2 separate regions of the Sus scrofa genome follow, and region 2 is linked to region 1. Evidence: chromatin contacts called from public Hi-C data. All regions are on one chromosome and are shown on one strand. The core of a region is the stretch at or near the end of the contact, and the rest is flanking DNA. Distances in the headings are between cores, read along the strand shown. Region 1 overlaps RBM20 (RNA-binding protein 20). Region 2 overlaps PDCD4 (programmed cell death protein 4).

Region 1 (3,389 bases), core at 595-3,094:
CCAGTACCTTCAGTAACTTTTTCTTTCTCTGTCACCCCCCCTTGATCTTTTATTCTCTCCTCCATCCTCTTATGTTTATGTCTTAGGCCCCACAGAAGTTCTTCTAAGCAGCGCCTGACAGTTGGCTACTGTCCAAACTCAGGGACGAATTCAGATTAATTCCAAACAGGACTTTTGCTTTTGTTTTAGCTTACTCTACATTTCTCTTCTTTTCTTTCTGTTTTGTTTCATCATGAAGTATACCATACAGACGGAAGAGTGACTACCTACATACTGTACAGTTGAAAAAGTAATAATGGGTGAACTCCCATCAGTCCCATAAAACCACCACCAAAGTCAAGAAATAGGACAGAGACAGCACCCAGAAACCCCTGTGAGTCCCTTCTTAAGCTCAGTGCCCCCTCTCCACACTCCTGACTCTGAGGATAATTATTCCCTTGCTTTTCTTTACTATTCTGCCCTCTTCTCTATGCCTTGCTTAACATTGTAGCTTAGTTTTCCCGATTTTTGAGCTTTATTTGACTGGAATCATGACATGTTCTTTCATTACTTCTTTCACGAAACACTACGCCGTCCGTGTTGGGTGTGTCTGTTGGTTTTCATTGCTATATAAATTTCTACTGTATGACCATAAATTTGCATATTCATTCCACTGTTGATGGAAATTTGGGTTGTTTTGGGTGTTAGGGACAATGCTACTAGGAACATTTTCAGACATAGTATCCCCGTACTCATGTTCGTGAGTGTACAACTGGGAGAATATACATAACTAGAAGTAGAATTGCTGGACCACAAGGCAAACTTACCCTCCACTTGACTAGGTAATAGCATCCCTACTCATAGTATGTGAGGAGGATTTTCAGCAGCTCACCGTCTTGCTAAAACTTTGTTTTGCCCAACTTTATTTTTTTTATTTTTTGTCTTTTGTCTTTTTAGGGCCACACACGCAGCATATGGAAATTCCCAGGCTAGGGGCCCAATCGGAGCTGTAGCTTCCGGCCACAGCCACAGCCACAGCCATGCCAGATCCGAGCCACGTCTGTGACCTACACCACAGCTCACAGCAAGGCCAGATCCTTAACCTACGAGTGAAGCCAGGGATCGAACCTGCAACCTCCCAGTTCCTAGTTGGATTCGTTTCTGCTGTGCCATGACGGGAACTCCTCTTGTCCAACTTTAAAAGGTTTGCCTCTCTGGGGATAGTCAAGAGTTTATCATGGTTTTATTTTTTATTTTCCATATTACTAATAGAGGTTCAGCAGTTTTTCATATGTTTATTGATAATTCCATCTAGATCCTCTCTGGTGGGAATTTTTTTTAAGTCTTTTGTCCATATTTTCTTTCTTTCTCTCTCCCTCCCTTTCTTTCTTTCTTCTTCTTCTTTTTTTTTTTTTTTTTTTGGCTGCACCCACGACATACAGAAATTCCTGGGCCAGGGAATGACCCACGCCATAGCAATGACCCGAGCCGCAGGAGTAACAATGCCGGATCCTTAACTGCTAGGCCACCAGGGAACTCCTGCTCATTCTTTTCTTCTGGATTGTGTCTTCATGTTGATTTGCAGGAGTTCTATTGGCTGGAGCCCTTAGTCCATTTGGCTTTATTGTAATTAATACCATATTTGTGTTTAATCTTAACTTCTTATTTTGTGCTTTTTACTGCCCTATTTAATAGGGATTTTCCAGTTCACAATTCACTTAGAGTCCATTTGATTCCAGACCCACAGCCCTGAATTGTTGCCTTCAAGGTTCAAGTCAGAAGACGAAGTCTCAGCCGTTTTTTCCAGCTAGGACTAGTGTTCTGACAAGTCTACCTATGTACACCGGTTGGATGTCAACCAATTGCCAAAGTCCTGATTCTGCTTTGTTTGCATTATTGCTTCTGAAGTTCTTTTGCCAACAGTTCTGCTTCAGGCAAAACCTGACATTTTTTTTCCAACTCATGAAAGCCTGTTGCTTTTCGATCCCACCCCATTCTCTACCCAGTCAAAGTTCTTGTTTTCCTGGATTCTGCCCAGGGGGCTAGAATTGAATTCCTGCACTAAATTCCCAGAGGAGCTTTGGTCTCCAAATGTGATGATGCTGTCATAAGCTTTTAATTAGGACATGACAGCAGGTCTCTGCTTCTTCTTTTTTTTTTTTTTTTTTTTTTTTGTCTTTTTGCCATTTCTAGGGCCGTTCCCGCGGCATATGGAGGTTCCCAGGCTAGGGGTCTAATCGGAGCTGTAGCCCGCCGGCCTATACCAGAGCCACAGAAACGCAGGATCCAAGCCGCGTCTGCAACCTACACCACAGCTCACGGCAACACCAGATCATTAACCCACTGAGCAAGGGCAGGGACCGAACCCACAACCTCATGGTTCCTAGTCGGATTCGTTAACCACTGCGCCATGACGGGAACTCCCTCTGCTTCTTAAGTTAAAGTACCCAGGCCCTGCAGTCTCTTACCCAGGGAGGTCATTTGGGGTGGTACAAAAACTATGAATTAAAGACGTTAGAAAGAAGGTCGAAGTTTGCATTCAGCAAATGTTCATTAGTGCTCACCATGGGTGGGACCTGGGCCAGGCCCCATGGACATGGAGGTAGCAAGTTTGTAGAGGAATTCACAGGCTGGGAGAGGAAGAACACAGAAAACAGACCCATCAGGAACCATGTTACCTACACCACCAGATGGGAGGGTGGTTACACCGGTCTAGCCTCTGCCCCTTCCTGCTCTGATGACCTTGGACAAATTGCTCAACCTCTGTGAGCCTCTGTTTCCAGATCAGTAAAGGACTGTACCTTGTGTTCTTTGGTTTTAAGCATTTTTTTCATATAGTATCTCTTTGAGTCTTACAGTCACCCTCCCCTGTGAGGTGTGTAGGGTGGATGATAACAGTCATTATAACAGTACAACCGTAATAACAAGAAGAGATACCTTTAATCGAGTCCTGCTACTCTGGGTCAAGTAATGTACCAAATACTTTCCTACATTATCTGCTGTCCTCCTGCCATTGGTCCTGTCAGACAGATATGATTAGCTCAGTTTTACAGATGAGGAAACTGGCTCATAGAAGTTCAGGAACTTGCCCCCGATCTTAGTTACTGGAAGAGCCAAGATTAAAGCCTAGGACTGTTTTGGCTTTACACTGTATCTGCCTCTCTGTATTGTGTTTTCATGATCTACATTGTCTGTGTGACAAAACAGAGAAATCAGGTAATTTACTTAGTCACCTAGTTAGTCAGCATCACAGACAGTATTCTCATAGAGTTTCCCGAACTTTCTTGTACATACAGATCACTTGTGGGTCTTGTCAGCATTTCTGATTCTGTAGGTCTAGGGCAGGGCTGTGATTCTGTGTTTCTCACACACTCCCAGGAGATGCTGATGTTTCTGGTCCTCACAGCACG
Region 2 (3,389 bases), core at 302-2,801, 64 kb after region 1:
CGTTGTGTTAAATGCAGAGTTTGGAGATTTCCTGGAGCTGCTTTAAAATGTCAGTCCTTGTTTTTCTTTCTGGAAGCTACCTGTTTTGGAAGGAGAGAGAGAGGGAGGGAGATAGAGAGGGAGAGAAGGAGGGAGGGAGAGGAAAAGAGGGAGGGAGGAAGGGAGGAAGAGTAAGGGCTGAAGGTCAAGACACTCTGGAGAAAGGAAAGCAGCTGTCTATAGTGGGGAGGGGTGCTATGGCTGTCTATAACTTGCCTGGAGCCAGACCTCTTCACCTTTCTGGGCCTCAGTTATTTTTTTCTGTAATCTGAGCAAGTTGTCCTCACTGGGCCGTCTCCCAGGAACTTCTGTCTCTGACCTTCCAGGGGGCTAACTTCATCTATTATAAACATTTCGTAATAAAAAGCAATATATCCCTTGGCTCTTACCGTTGCTCTTTTCTTACTTTCCACTACTTTATTTCATTTTTCCCCAAATAAGTAGAGGATTGAATGGTCCCCTTCATTAATTTCCTTTGCTTGGTATGTCTCACTCTGCCTAGCATTGACCTCTTGAGCCTACTCTCCACTCCTCTCCAGCCCTCCCTGGTTGTCTTTCTTTGTAGATCAGTCTCTCTTAGGCAAAACCCACCACCACTCCTTCCTCTTATTTTCCAGCATAGAGTCCATCATTTCCCCACTAGGCTCCATGTGCTCTGTGGCCTTGTTTGGGAGGCGAGCAGAAGCTGTGCAGATGCAGACTGCGGGAGGGCATAATGGCAATTTAGGAGCACTCAGGGCTCACTGGAGAAGAGGAGGTGAATTCTGAGAAGTATGAGACCTAGCTGAGGACCCAATGTTCCAGAGAGGGCAAAGCTCTGGAGATTCAACTGGAGGAGTTCTTCTCTACCTTGACCCAACACAATTGGATGCAGGGAGTGGTGGTTGGAGTAAGCACTAGAAAGCACTGAATGGTGAAGAATGGTCCCATGAGCGCACAATTCTGAGGAACTGGAGTTTTACAGGCTCAGAAGTCAGGCCAGGTATAGATGATGTGTTAAAATTTAAGGGCTCTTTGGGAAAAGCTGATCTTCAAGAGTTCCTCAACCCTAATTGTGTTCGTTTCTAAATCTTCAGGTAGCAGGAGTGATGTGGTGGGGAAAACACATAGATGACTGCACCGAGAAAACCCCTCAAAAGTTGAACTGGGGAAGTGAAACCTTATTAGCCTTTCTTGGTACAACTATTTTTAAACATTGCATCTACTTCTCTGTGCTATGCCTCACGTTACTCTATGCGCTTTACTCTAGGAAAAAGATTCTTGAAAATGCCCCCAATAGACATCTTCTAAACATTATGCGAAACCTCCCAAGGCCCTCTTCCCCCTCCTTCCTCACTTTCAGGACCTCAAAATGGGCTCATGTGATAGCAGGAGGCTCCGGGGACCAGAAATGGGTTCATATACTTAACTTTTATCCAAGAGACTCAAATTTGAGTAGGCCAGGCCTGGGTGCCAGAAGGTCTGGACTTTCTCTGTCAACATGATCCCTAGCTTGTGCAAGGCTAGGACACTGAGACTGCATTTTGTACTCTGGCTCTGCTACTAAATAGCTGTGTCACTTTGGGCAACTTAACTTCTCTGGGTCTCCGTTTCTCCATTTGTAAATGAAGGGTTTGGACTAGAGAGCCTCAAATTTCCTTTTAGTGTAAAAGTCCCATGGTTACCAAAGATCTACTCAAGTCTCATTTTCTGCATTTTTCGAATATCTTTATCTGTTTATCCACTTCATAGGGAGGGGGTGAAAGTGTACGTAAAATTGCTCAGTAAGTGTTAAAACAACACAAATGTCAGCTATTGCCCTTGTTATTAGAATTCTCTACAGAGCTCTCTCTTTCCTCAGAGCACACTTCCTGTTTTCTACCATTTGTGCAAAAGAACATTACAGTGCCTTATATGAACTCCTAAAATTCAGTCCATCATTTGACTGAATAGGAAGCAAGATGTCAGTTCAAGCAGGTAAAGTTGTTGCAAGTGACAGTAATATCTGAAAGTTCTTCAGAAGGAAGTGGGCTAAATCTTCCCCTGGTCCCCAGAGAGAGGTGGCCTCTCTTGATCTCATTCAAGGGCATGAACAGTGCTTACTAGGAAAACTTGTGTTCTCAAATGGGGCTTTGCTCAAAGAATGAAAAAGCCTTAGAGAGGTTCACAGGCAATAGCAGTAATTTGAAGTGCTTATCTTTTGCCTAGCATCTGTGCATTTCTAACTAATTTACCCATAAGAACTCATTAGCATTCCTAACCCTATACCAGGCTTTAGGATGGAAGGAGGTGATATTATCTGAGTTTTGCCTTGAGACAAATGCCTGGATTGAGAGTGACAGTCCTTCTATTCACACCTGGTGGAATTCTCCCCTGCCACCAGCAGCAACCTCTCTCATCTCTTGTCCCTCACTACCAGGACCCAGAGTTGCCATCGCAGTGGCTTGTCCAGCATCAAGGAGCATCAGGAGTGAAGTGGCTCTTTAAAGACTCCTCGCATGGGTCAATTCCTTCTTTATAGTGCAAGAAATTGAGACATTCGATCAACTCAAAGGGCAAGTGAGACACACAAAACAACATGGCTGGTAACTTTTCTCAAGAGGCAAAAACTAGAAACCATCCTCCAGCCTCATCCCGAGCCCCCATACACCCTAACAAATTAAACAGTCCTTAGTATCAATAGTGCTTAAACCTGAGGGGTCAGGAAAGATGAGGTACACAATGTCTGACCACATATTATAGCTTCTGTTGCCATCTCTGAACATTTATGTCATGCCCTTCATTGCCCTAAGCTCCTAGAATGTGTCATTCTTAAATGGAAATGGAAGTTGTAATTCCATCATTCTGGATAGAATGAGTTAAGGGAAGGGCCCTCTGCTTTTCTTCATCCAATAGCTAAATTAACATAACCCACAGGGACAGGGCTTTAGGGAACAAAAAAGTCAGTGTGTGAGCAATTATAATATGAAATGAAAGGTACATTGTGGCCCAGTAGCCTGGGCAGCTGGGCAGCTCTATGATTTATTTTTATTTTTATTTTTTATTTTTTAGGCCCATACCAATGGCATATGGAGGATCCCAGGCTAGGGGTAGAATCAGAGCTACAGCTGCCAGCCTACACCATAGCCACAGCAGTACAGGATCCAAGCCATGTCTGCGACCTACACCACAGCTCAAGGCAATTCCAGATTCTTGACCCATTGAGCAAGGCCAGGGATAAGACCTGCAACCTCATGGTTCCTAGTTGGATTTGTTTCCATTGCCCCACAATGGGAACTCCTGGGCAGCTCTATGATTTAGACATTACCTACCCGAAGGTAGAATGCAATGCCTTTTGCCAAGAAAACACCTGGATCAGCTCCATGCTTTTC

Evidence for each region. Hi-C and Micro-C count contacts between places; a contact is called where the count stands out from the background.
Region 2: a contact with region 1 is called in a Hi-C map of liver, with 2.1 times the contacts expected there. The contact joins two enhancer-like sites. A contact is called at or near these places in 1 of 5 promoter capture datasets (liver), 6 of 47 Hi-C or Micro-C datasets (adipose tissue, fetal heart ventricle, liver and 2 more) and 1 of 2 datasets of contacts at active chromatin or transcription factors (skeletal muscle).

Annotation. Positions count from the first base shown.
Region 1 is chr14:121,233,952-121,237,340 of Sscrofa11.1, forward strand. The region is part of intron 12 of RBM20 (RNA-binding protein 20); the gene reads left to right. Among named protein-coding and RNA genes, the nearest start is that of PDCD4, 36 kb to the right of the region's middle. Within about 2 kb of position 1,845, at least 1 of the 83 cell types and tissues checked has an H3K27ac peak or open chromatin away from gene starts, as enhancers often do. A contact at or near this core is called in liver, where this site is marked.
Region 2 is chr14:121,298,625-121,302,013 of Sscrofa11.1, forward strand. All of the region lies in intron 1 of PDCD4 (programmed cell death protein 4), which reads left to right. Among named protein-coding and RNA genes, the nearest start is that of PDCD4, 28 kb to the left of the region's middle. Within about 2 kb of position 1,552, at least 10 of the 83 cell types and tissues checked have an H3K27ac peak or open chromatin away from gene starts, as enhancers often do. A contact at or near this core is called in liver, where this site is marked.